Linked DNA regions of Danio rerio: region 1 is linked to region 2. A link is a contact called in public HiCAR-type data. All regions are on one chromosome and are shown on one strand. The core of a region is the stretch at or near the end of the contact, and the rest is flanking DNA. Distances in the headings are between cores, read along the strand shown. Region 1 holds the start of smim13 (small integral membrane protein 13). Region 2 holds the start of tmem170b (transmembrane protein 170B).

Region 1 (5,967 bases), core at 2,984-5,483, 150 kb before region 2:
TTTCTGAGAAAAGTTTGCTTAAGCGAATGAAGTGAACGGGAGGTAGCGGGAACTACAATTCCCATCAGCCTAGGCGTGGCCATCATCATTTGCGGTCTGTTGTCACTACAGATCCAGTAATGCGGAAATGGAGTGTGCTGCTAGTAGCGGGGAAGAAAAAGAGCTGGAAATGATCGAACCTAAAGCGGGTTTTAAATCGGATGTGTGGAAGCATTTCGGTTTCTCTCTAAAAAGATACGAAAAAGGAGAAAAGGTGACAGACTAAGAAAAAAAACAATATCCAGGCACTGCCAGACTGTGGTGAAATATAAGTCGAGGAATACGACTAAAAACAGTCATGGGGACTGCAGAACACAGCACACTTGTTAGATTGATGCAGACATTGACTTGTACTGCAAAGAGACCTCTATCTCACTCATGGCTTGTCTTCTCAAGTGGTGGAAAGACAATGCACAGCGTTACCCACTGCTGTCAACCTTGGCTAAATCATATCTCTCTGTCCCAGGGTCTCTGTCCCAGGGTCTCTGTTTCCTGTTGCAGGGGACATGCCCAGAGATCCCAGCTTTACCAGATTATAGTTATATGATAATTTTCCTTAAAAACCCATCTCTATCTAAGTGAGTGAGTGATTAAATGTTGAATGTGATGAGTTTTCAACAATACTAAATTGAAACTTTATTTTTTTTTATATGGTTTAATAGTTTTTTTGTTATTAAACTTGAAAAATTGAAGTTCCTGTTTGGAAACTTACAGATAGATGGCTAATTTGTATGTCATTGATATGTTCAGTGCGAATGTAAATAAACACTTTTGGCACTTTTTTCGAGTCTTTTCATTAGTTTTGTTTTTCCTGTAAATTACTCAGTGAATACCGTACCGTGCCATTCATACCGAGGTATTATCGTACCGTGAAATTCTGATACCGTTACATCCCTAGTAGCTATTATAATAATATTTCATTTTTACAAAATGTATGTGCAGTACCACATTAGATAATAAATAATAATAATAATAATAGCACTATTCATATATTCATATTTATATATTTGTGTGACACTTTAGTACTGCATGTATGTATATCTGACTGTTGCTACATTTAATGCATATATTGGCAAAACTCTTTCATGTTTAAATATTGGCACATAATGTGCTGAAGTTGACTTTGACAGATAGCAGACTTTATACTGTGAAACTGTGATTTATATTCTGTGTTTTCTCAGTGGATGTGACTCTGGATCCTGATACAGCTAATCCATATCTCATCCTGTCTGATGATGGAAAACAAGTGACATGTGGAGACATTGAGCAGGAACTCCCAGACACACCACAGAGATTTGATACATATAAAGATGTTTTGGGAAAGGAGGGATTCTCCTCAGGGAGATTTTATTATGAGGTGCAGGTGAAGGAAAAGACTGACTGGACTTTAGGAGTGGCCAGAGAATCTGTAGACAGGAAGGGAGAGTTCATACTGAGTCCCAGTGATGGATTCTGGACTGTGTGGTTGAGGAATGGGAATGAATATAAAGCCTGTGCTGATTCTCTTGTCTCTCTGTCTCTGAAAGTGAAGCCGCAGCGGGTCGGTGTGTTTGTGGATTATGAGGAGGGTTTGGTCTCCTTTTATGATGTGGAGTCCAGCTCTAATATCTACTCTTTCACTGGTCAGACTTTCACTGATATACTCTACCCATATTTCAGCCCAGAACCTAATGATAACGGTAAAAACTCAGCTCCTCTGATCATCACACCTGTCAATTACAATAAATAAATTTTCACCATTAGTGAAACTTGATAAAAAAACTCATTTATATAATTAATGTTTAAAAAAAAATATTTTTTATATTTTGTTCCAGTCTGTTGTATTTAGCTGCATATTTTAAATCCACATGCAGTGTAATTTTCTTTCTCATCTACCAGAGAAAACCATGTAAATATTAAAATATGGCTTAAACTGGAGTAATTACAGAATCTAAATAAACACACATTGATTCATACAAATAGAGTGATGCATTTTATTCTTTTTATTTATTGCAGTTTTACTCCGTGTTTGGTTGTATGCTGTCTCCTGTATGCTAACCCACAGGATCATTTATCTCATTTTCTTAATTTTTTAATCCATTAATTCATTCATTCATTCTCTCATTCACAAATTTAGCCGTGTCATGTACAAGCAGATTCCGAATATTTCATTTTAATGTGTTCTTGTTTTATTTTTATTTGCTTATTTAACAAAGACAATACACTTGACCGTTATACAAAAACAACTAATGTTGTGTACATAGGGCATATATGAAGCTAATTTGACGTCCTCGGGCCTGTTTTAGAAAGGAGGTTAAGTGAAAACTCAGAGTATTTTAACCCTGAAATGAGAGAAACTCTGGGTTTTCCGTTTCAAAATGGCAGGTTTGTTAAACTCGGGAAAGCAGGGTAAGTCAAGCCTGTTTCTAAAAGGGAGGTAACTAACTTAGAGTCAGTTACCGTGGTAACTTACTCTGTGAATCTAACCTGGTCAGGAGCACGTTTTATTCTCTAAACTCTGAGTTTCTGTCGGTCTCCTCCCCTTTTTTAAAGTCAAAGCGGTAATTCTCGCCTTAGCCTTACGTCTCCACACACCTATTTTAATGCTCATTTTGGATATGCGCATAAAAACGATTGATGGAAACATCATGATGCACTTAACTTTTGAAAATATGCATAAAAACACGCAAAATTGAGCAGGATAAACTTTTATTCGATAGAAAATATGCGCATAAACTACGATGGAAACACTTTTACTGAACAAATTACACTAGTACATTAAAAAAAGGTCTTCATATGATGATAAAAATGTGTATGAATGGACAAACCAGCAGGCTGAGCACACTGTACCACGTCTTAAATGTTGTTTTAGTCATTCTAAAATGCCTTAACTGTTTTAGTATTAGTGTATATAATTAGACTACGAGCATCGGGAGTCTCTGCGTCTCATGGCTTCAAACGCCCCCAAGTGTTCATTGTCTTCTGAGGCGCAAGTACATTTAGGCTATTAAATAAATAATTGACGCTCTTCTATCACAGTAAATTCTGTTTTTACTGTTGATATTTGGCGCCAGTTAATCAGGAAGTGACGATTTTGTTCTCTTTGACTCGTTGGATGGCAACGCTGCCTTATTCGCATCTTTTATACAATATTCCAGTTTTGCACATAAATTTATTTAATATATTTGGATGGAAACAGATATTGCCTACCTTTTAGTCACACACAGAACAATAAATAATTAGCTTACATTAATTGACCTTAGACATGTACTGTAACTAGATTAATGGGATTATTATTCTTTCTAAAAATAATTTTTAGTACTGCTTACCTTCTAAATGTTATATCAACCTCTATCACTTAATCAAGAAAAAAGGCACACACAAGTGCACTATTAAATCTATTAAAACTGATAAACGTGTATAAAAGTTTAGAAAAAATGTATAAACATCACACATTACATTACTTATTTATTATACTTAAATATTTAAATATTTTAAATGTCAAATTAGGCATTAACTTGAGCAGCTGTTTTCCCAGGCTGACTGTCTTTGTTTCACTGATGGTTGCTTCTTTTTAAAAATATATACACTCATATTTGCTATAACGTTGCATGATCACATCAAGTTCAGCTGGGGAAAGAAATGCTGATCTCTTTTTTTAAGATGTTGCCATGATCACTCGTAATATCTGCGCTCCATTGATAATGCCTTTTTATAGTCACGGTGTGCGCGCTTAACTCTGAGCTGGTCTACTCAAGTTGATTGACCTAACTTAGATCCGCTGTTCTGAAACCCAAAACTCTGAGTTTTTAATCTCTTGGTAAATCAAGTTTGAACTCTGAGTTGTTTGAACCTCCTTACTGAAACAGGCCCCTCGTCCCTGGTAGACTTTACATAAAAAACGACAATAATAAAAAAATCATTATATAAAAACAATACAACAAACATTTACAGTATATATAGAACTTAAAACAAAATGTAAGTCAATCTGCACACTAAAGAGAAAAGTAAACCTGACCAACCTGAACGAATTAGAAAAGATAAGCATAATCCAATGAAACAAACATGGCTAAAGCTGTTTAATGTTTATGGTATTATTTTTCAATTATTTTAAATTGATGAGTGAAGTTATAATATTATAAAAAAAAATGTCAACACAAACAGATGAACATGAAGCTACAAAACTACAATTCCCAGAACACCGCGCGGCGGAAAAGTATCAGCGAGCACTTCCGGCTCATCTTCAGATTGAGTGTGTGTTGTTGACTCGGGATCTCTCTGTCGGTGTTTTCTCGTTATTCTCTTTTCTCTGTAAATGTCGCAATGATGTAGATAAGGAGAGTTTTCTCGGCCGCTTCATGACACGCGCTACCGGCCTCCGTCCCCGCGGGAATCGGCCTGAAGACTGAGGAGTGAACGACAGTAAGTTTCAACATAAATCTGATCATAATAAACACAAACACTTTCATCTGCACGACGCTTATCGATTGAGGTAAAGTTTGGTTTATAATAGCACATTTGTTTAAGTGACAATTTATATATTATATTGTTTACCACGACACTTTGAATATTCGGTCAGAAATTGCATGTATGACATGTTGACTGTGAACATTGTTGTACTTTAACAGTCATTGGCTGCTAATATGATTTGCCAATTTAGAATTCGCAAATAATATTGCTTTTGAAATTTTATTATTTTAATTTGTTTATTAAACTTTTACAGAAATGGCTGAACAGTTTTACAGTAAAATGTAAATAAATTACTAAAATTAATCCCAACCCTTCCCCATAAACAAAAGGAAATTACAATTGCACACACAAAAATTGTAATAAAAAATGGAAAATACATATAATTATACAAAATGCATGCATATATGCATACAAAAATAAAATTAATGTTGGATCATTCACATTTAGCAATAACCCATAAACAAACTAAAATTAAAAACATATACCTGTGATACTTACACAATATACTTTATTAAATTCACTCTGCAATTGAAAAACCCTAAGGCTTAGATTGACAGTCTGTAGAAGTACTCGCATATTCAGAAAAAAAAATATATATATAAATGGGTCCCATGTTTCAGAAAAAGAACTAGAATTGACATTTATTCAAGGTTTCCAGGCTTGATGAAAGTGAATTCAAGGCCTAGAAAAACAAACATAGGGCTTTGAAAGTGCTTGAATTAAATGTGAAAATAAAATTGTTTATGATTTTATTTTTAATAATTGTACTCAGCTGTCAAAAGCTGAATAGAAAATTGAGAAATTCTTAAATGAAAAGTCTTACAAATAAATCTTATTTAATAACACTGACAAATAATGCACAGTTGATCAGTATTTCATAATTTTCCGCATTTGAATATTATCAACATCGAATTCAACAAATTTTATTAAAGTTCTTTAAACATGACTTGTCTGAAAATGGCTCACACATACATTTTTAATGTAAACATTAAATGTAAGTGAAATGTTAAGTATAGTATTGATTATCAATAGTTTAAGTAAAACCTTTTTTTTAATATTCTACAAACTACTAATGACATTTCATTTTCATTCAATATAAACTTGTAATTTAGAGCATGAAACAACATTATTACAGACATGTTTACAGTTAATTTTAGATAAAAACAATACCAAAGTTGTGATGCAGAAGAGTTAAGAAAGTGTTATTTTGCATTTTATCCCTGATTGTTAATTTCTGGAAAAAAAAGACAATAATAAATTACAATTTTAACATTTTTTTTCTTCAAAAATGAGAATTTTTAAGTGGTCACTTAATTTATGTACAAAAATATTATACCTCCTGTGATTTAGTTTTTTTCTCAGATATTACCCAAGTGATACAGAGATTTTTTTCAATGCATTTTAAACGTAATAGTTTTTAATATTTCCTTTGTCATGATGACAGTACATAAGGTTACCAGTTATTTTGCATGATACTAG
Region 2 (6,055 bases), core at 1,749-4,248:
CGCTAGAGGCTATTGTCTTTAGCCTCCTTGTTAAAGCAACCAACTCCCATGCGGAAGGTCGCCGGTTCGATACCAGCTTGGAGCGGGTTGGGTGGTGTAAAACCGGTGGGGTTAAATTGGTGCCGTGACCCGGATGGGAGTGAGGTTTAGGGGGGTGAGTGTAACGGAGGCCAGCTAGTGTGTGCTGTGCAGGTAAGCCTAACTCCTCTGACCTCTAAAGATGCTCCAGCGACAGACACTAGACGCCATGGTCTTAAGCCTCCTTGTTAGAGCAACCGACTCCCATGCGGAAGGTCGCCGGTTCGAAATCTCACGGGTTTGCGCGTGCATGTGAATAACTTGGTTTCATTCGTACGTCATGGCGAAACACCTAATGACTCGGTATCAAGGCGACTCGTTTGAAGCACTATGAGTCGACTCATCGTTGATTCATCGACTAGATGAATCAACCGTTTTAAACACTGTACACTAACAGATTTAAGCCTTAGCTGGATACTTCACTTCACTTAGAGCTGTGTTACACACTACATGAAGGGCAATTTTCAAAAACCCATAATATGGGCTCTTTAAGGGAAATTCTGAGCGAATGTTATTGTCTCAATTCCTAGATATAGGCATTTTAAGGTGAACACTGTCAGTCCTAAAATAGATTTTTCGGTGGAATTTTCCAGAACAGCAACACATTATCTAACACAGCAGAGCAACAGCAAGAGGAGACAAGACAAGATAAAATAAATATTCTAATGGAGTTCCAGCAATGACTGCTAAAAATTCACTTCATGATGATTTTAATGAGGTAGTAATCTACAAGGATTAACACCTAAACGAAAGCTATGTGAATTGTCAAATGAATAATGCTGGAGATAATGATGATTTTATAATTTTATTTCAAATTAATATTTATATAAATCCATTATGGGGCGTCACGATGGCGCAGTGGGTAGCATGATCGTCTCACAGCATGAAGGTTGCAGGTTCGAGCCCTGGCTGAGTCAGTTGGCATTTCTGTGTGGAGTTTGCATGTTCTCCCCATGTTGACGTAGGTTTCTTCCGGGTGCTCCGGTTTCCCCCACAGTCCAAACACATGCGCTATAGGGGAATTGAATAAACTAAATTGGGCATAGTGTGTGTGAAGGAGTGTGTATGGGTGTTTCCCAGTGATGAGTTGCGGCTGGAAGGGCATCTGCTGTGTAAAACATATGCTGGATAAGTTTGCGGTTCATTCCGCTGTGGCGACGCCTGATTAATAAAGGGACTAACCTGAAAAGAAAATGAATGAATGAATCATTAATATTGTCAAAAATAATAATAGCATGTTATATGATTAATGTTATTGATATTAAATTAAACAGTCCTGTTCATTGTTTACCAGTTTTAATTGAACCATTGGACTATGCTTAAACTGATTATTTAAATCTATGATTACTGATGATGATCCTAATAATATTAATTTATTTTTAAATACTTTAATATTTAAATATACAAATATTTCTCATTTTCCGTAGCATTAAACTTGATTTTCTATCCAAAAGCTTTTTGTTAATATACATAACAATAACAATTATTTTTAGTATTAATATAATGGCTTGAAATATTTGTTGTTGTTAACAACATAGTATACATTTCTGAAACTATTTTATTATTATTATTATTATTATTATTATTATTATTATTCATTTTCTTTTTGGCTTAGTCCTTATATTAATCTAGGGTCACCACAGCAGAATAAACCGCCAACTTATCCAGCATATGTTTTATGCAGTGGATGCCCTTCCAGTTGCAACCCATCACTGGGAAACACCCATACACACTCCTTCTCATATACGCCCAATTTAGTTTCTTCAATTCCCCTATAGTGCATGTGTTTGGACTGTGGGGGAAGCACCTGGAGGAAACCCACGCCAACACGGGGAGAACATGCGAACTCCACACAGAAATGCAAACTGACCCAGCTGAGGCTCGAACCAGCGACCTTCTTGCTGTGAGATGATTATTCTACCCACTTTGCCACCTTGATGCCCATTATTATTATTTATAATAATAGTAATATTAATAATAATGACATTAATAATAGCGACGCAGTGGCGAGTAGGTAGCACGTTCGCCTCACATCAAGAAGGTCACTGGGTCACCTCGGCTCAGTTGGCGTTTCTGTGTGGAGTTTGCATGTTCTCCCTGCGTTTGCGTGGGTTTCCTCCAGGTGCTCCGGTTTCCCCCACAGTCCAAAGACATGCGGTACAGGTGAATTGGGTTGGCTAAATTGTCAGTAGTGTGTGTGAATGTGTGTGTGGATGTTTCCCAGAGATGGGTTGTGGCTGGAAGGGCATCTGCTGTGTAAAAACTTGCTGTATAAGTTGGCGGTTCATTCCGCTGTAGTCCCTGGATTAATAAAGGGACTAAGCTGACAAGAAAATGAATGAATGGATGAATATTAATAATAATAATAGGGATAGAAGTAGTTGTGGTGGTAGTGGTAATAGTACATTTAATCTTTTATTTTTTTTTAAATATTGCATGAGCAGTCGTAGTTAGTTAGAAATTGTGCCAACAGCAATATACACACTTTTATAAATCGATACAGTATAAACATTACCTAGGAATACTGATATTTTTATTACTACTATCAACAACAACAGCAATACAATTTATTCAAGTTCTTATAAAATTATTCCATATAGAAAAATACAAAAATTTAATTAGGATAGACAGATAGATAGACAGACAGACAGACAGACAGACAGACAGACAGACAGACAGACAGACAGACAGACAGACAGACAGACAGACAGACAGACAGACAGATAGATAGATAGATAGATAGATAGATAGATAGATAGATAGATAGATAGATAGATAGATAGATAGATAGATAGAATAGTACACAATTTCATTCATAAACTGCAGTATTTGGTCGTACTGTACATGTGATGCTCACCTCCCTTTAAGAGCGCGGCGCCTTTAAGCGCCTTGCAGAAGCGCCGGTGCGCGCGCGCGTGCATCTGTGTGTGTGACAGCGAGAGAGTGCGCGTGAATGCGAAAGTGTGTGAGTGTATGTGTGTGTGTGTGTGTGTGAATGTGTGTGTGTGGATGTCAGCCGTACCCATCATGGCCCCTGAGCTGATGAGACGGACCGGCGCTCTGCCATCCTCCTCCAGCGAGCAGCGGCGCCGGTGAAGAGCCTCCATGTGTCCTCCATCCTCGGGCAGATTTCTGAGCAGAAGGGCCGCGCTCCAGCCGCCCGGCGCGAACATGAACAAGGATTACTCCATTAATCTGTCGGTGCAGCAAGTGCTCAGCCTGTGGGTCCAGGGCGAGGCGACCCTCAAGCACTTCACAGGTATGTGCACGCGCCGGAGAAAGAGCCGGTCAGGCGGGTTCATGTGTCCGGCTCATCCATCCGGTCAGTCTATTGTATCGGCACACATATACACACGCGCGCGCGCTCTTCTCAACAAGGTCACACATCACTCTTGATAGAAGATACTATGTGCTCGCATGCTAAATAAATTATACATCATGTACAGTATTTACATGCGTTAATAGTGTGCATTTCCGGAAAACTACATCTGGCCAGACGGGAGCCCATTGGGCTATATCATTGTGCTTTGATGGGCTATATAAGTATATTGAAATTAATGATGTGCACATTCATCTATTGTGTGCTCACCATCATGAAAATTAGTAAACTAAATGATGATAAAATTATTAAAAGGTGTGGTTAACAACATACTACACCTCACATGGTCAATTTCTGTCATTTTTTTGTACATGATCATGATTGTCATTCAGAATCACATGATCATCTTTCATTTGTGTATTTACAATATATATATACACACGATACATATACACAAAGGCACTGTATATCAGCGAAACCATGATGCATACCACTATTGAAGAGCTTTATATGTGTTCAAAACAGCTTTAGCATGGTACTTTTTGGCTTTTTTATGCATACCTATACTGTAGTATTTTAACTAACTACTATAGTAAGTTCCCTGTGCAGGGGTGGATTTAACCAATAAGCAAGGTAAGTGGCCGCTTGGGTGCCAGAAAATCTCGGGGCCCCCAATAAATATCTATACCTTTAAACTATATATAGCAATGGTTTCTATCATACTTTGTATGGTGAGAGTCAAATATAGTTTAAACATAATGAATATTATTTAATATAAAATAAAATGGAATATTATTATAATAGTGTAATGTCATGTTATAATAATATAAAATAGTATTACATCGACACAAATTTGTCCACCACCCCCAATCAAAGAGCAGTTTAATTATTTTTTGTTGTATTTTTAGTTGTAAATTGCATTTTAAGAAAACGGATCACTTAATATGTGGAGATTTTATTAAGATAAAATGTAGAAAAGAAGTTTGAGTGATATATATATATATATATATATATATATATATATATATATATATATATATATATATATATATATATATATAACTACTAAATAAATAAAATAAAAGTCGAAAGAGTGCATTTTAGGACTTTTGGACCCCGTGCTTGGACTTGCTTAGGGCCCCCAAATCACTAAATCCACCCTGCCCCTGTGCCGTCTGTTTTGTGTGGTTAACAACATAACACATCTCACATGGTAAATTTCTGTCATTTTTTGGAGGTTTAAAAAAGTACATAATCATGACTGTCATTCAGAATCAAAAGATCAACTATTTATATATTTATTTACTGTATTTTTACTTAAAAGCACAATATCTCAGTGCATCCGATATTACTTTTATGTGTTTAAAAGATAGATTAGTAATAGTACTTTATTGTTTTGTGTATAATTATAGCATGTTTACTATAGCAAGTTCCCTGTACCATCTGCTTTGCGTGGTTAACAACATATCACATCTAGCATGGTGAATATCTTCCATTTATTTTAGTAAATTGATGATTTCCATTTATTTTAGTAAATATGATTGTCATTCTGAATCAAATGATTTTCATTTTTATATGTTTACTGTGATTTTATGTAGTAGTCAAGGCACAATATATAATATATCATGAAATTACCACTATATTTGTCTTCAAAACACAGCTTTACCATGGTACTTTTTTGTTTTGTGAATAACTAGTATTTTAACTATAGTAAGTTCCCTGTGACATCTGTTTTGTGTGGCTAACAACAGCATATCACATCTCGCATGACACTTATTTCGGCCACTTATTTGCATTGTAAAAAAAAATATATTAAATGATCATCATTATTTAAATATATTTACTGTCATATGTATGAAATAGCCCTACTTAAAGGTCTCATTATGTGCTTTAAAATGTGCATTTTTTATTCGAGGTTTGACATAATCTCAACTGAAACGTGAAGAGACGGTGATGCATATAGTAGCTCCTCCCCTTTTCACAAACAGCCAATAGCGTTTTGTTTAATTAATGCTCTGCCAGTGTGAGTGTCAAGCGCATCAAATGAAAGCAAATGTGAAGCGTCTTGAAGGGGGCGGGGCATGTCAGATACTAGAGAGCCATAGATATATATATTAGATGTCGCCTATCCTGTTGTTGTCTATTGGAAGGAATGCGTCAATAGAGCCGCCATTTTGGAACAGGGTAGCGCTCCTTTGAAATGAATGCGGGACCAAGGAACAGTGGAGGACTGTGGCTGTGACTGTGGTTTTTGGCAGCGCAGCATCTCGTTGTCATATTTCTTTTGCATTGTTTGTTGATTTTATTCAACAAAACTAGCATACGCCGAGTATTAAGTGCGAGTTGGAGCTACTTTGCCTTTTGGTGAACGCAGTAAGTGACTGTTATCATCAATAATGCTACCTGTTTATCACAAAAGTTCAGAACATACAAAAACGTAAAAAACTTAATCTTACCTATGAAATGTTCTGCCTTTGTGCTTTGTTTTCTTTGTTTGCTCGTTACGTGACGCATGCTCAGGGTCCCTATGCGACATCTAGTGTATATATCTATGCTAGAGAGCATTTGATTGGTCAGAAGATTTGATAAGAAACTGAGGCCCTTCAAGTCCGTTTAAGGCAAGTCAGTTCACTCGGCGACCATCTTTGAAACGCCTCT

The links. HiCAR-type assays count read pairs that join an accessible place to other places.
Region 1: a HiCAR-type map of caudal fin shows a contact between it and region 2, with 5 times the contacts expected there. The contact joins the promoter of smim13 here to the promoter of tmem170b in region 2. A contact is called at or near these places in 6 of 18 Hi-C or Micro-C datasets (caudal fin, embryo, fibroblasts and 3 more) and 2 of 4 datasets of contacts at active chromatin or transcription factors (caudal fin and embryo).

The regions. Positions count from the first base shown.
Region 1 is chr19:4,142,652-4,148,618 of GRCz12tu, reverse strand. smim13 (small integral membrane protein 13) reads left to right here and starts at 4,233. Exons shown (of 3, transcript NM_001135579.2): 1 at 4,233-4,440. btr22 (bloodthirsty-related gene family, member 22) reads left to right here. Exons shown (of 10, transcript XR_012394844.1): 10 at 1,221-1,992.
Region 2 is chr19:3,988,193-3,994,247 of GRCz12tu, reverse strand. tmem170b (transmembrane protein 170B) reads left to right here and starts at 2,998. Exons shown (of 3, transcript XM_003200515.7): 1 at 2,998-3,337. The coding sequence starts at 3,184. It overlaps LOC141378986 (a long non-coding RNA gene), which reads right to left and starts at 3,331. Exons shown (of 2, transcript XR_012394855.1): 1 at 3,101-3,331; 2 at 870-1,260.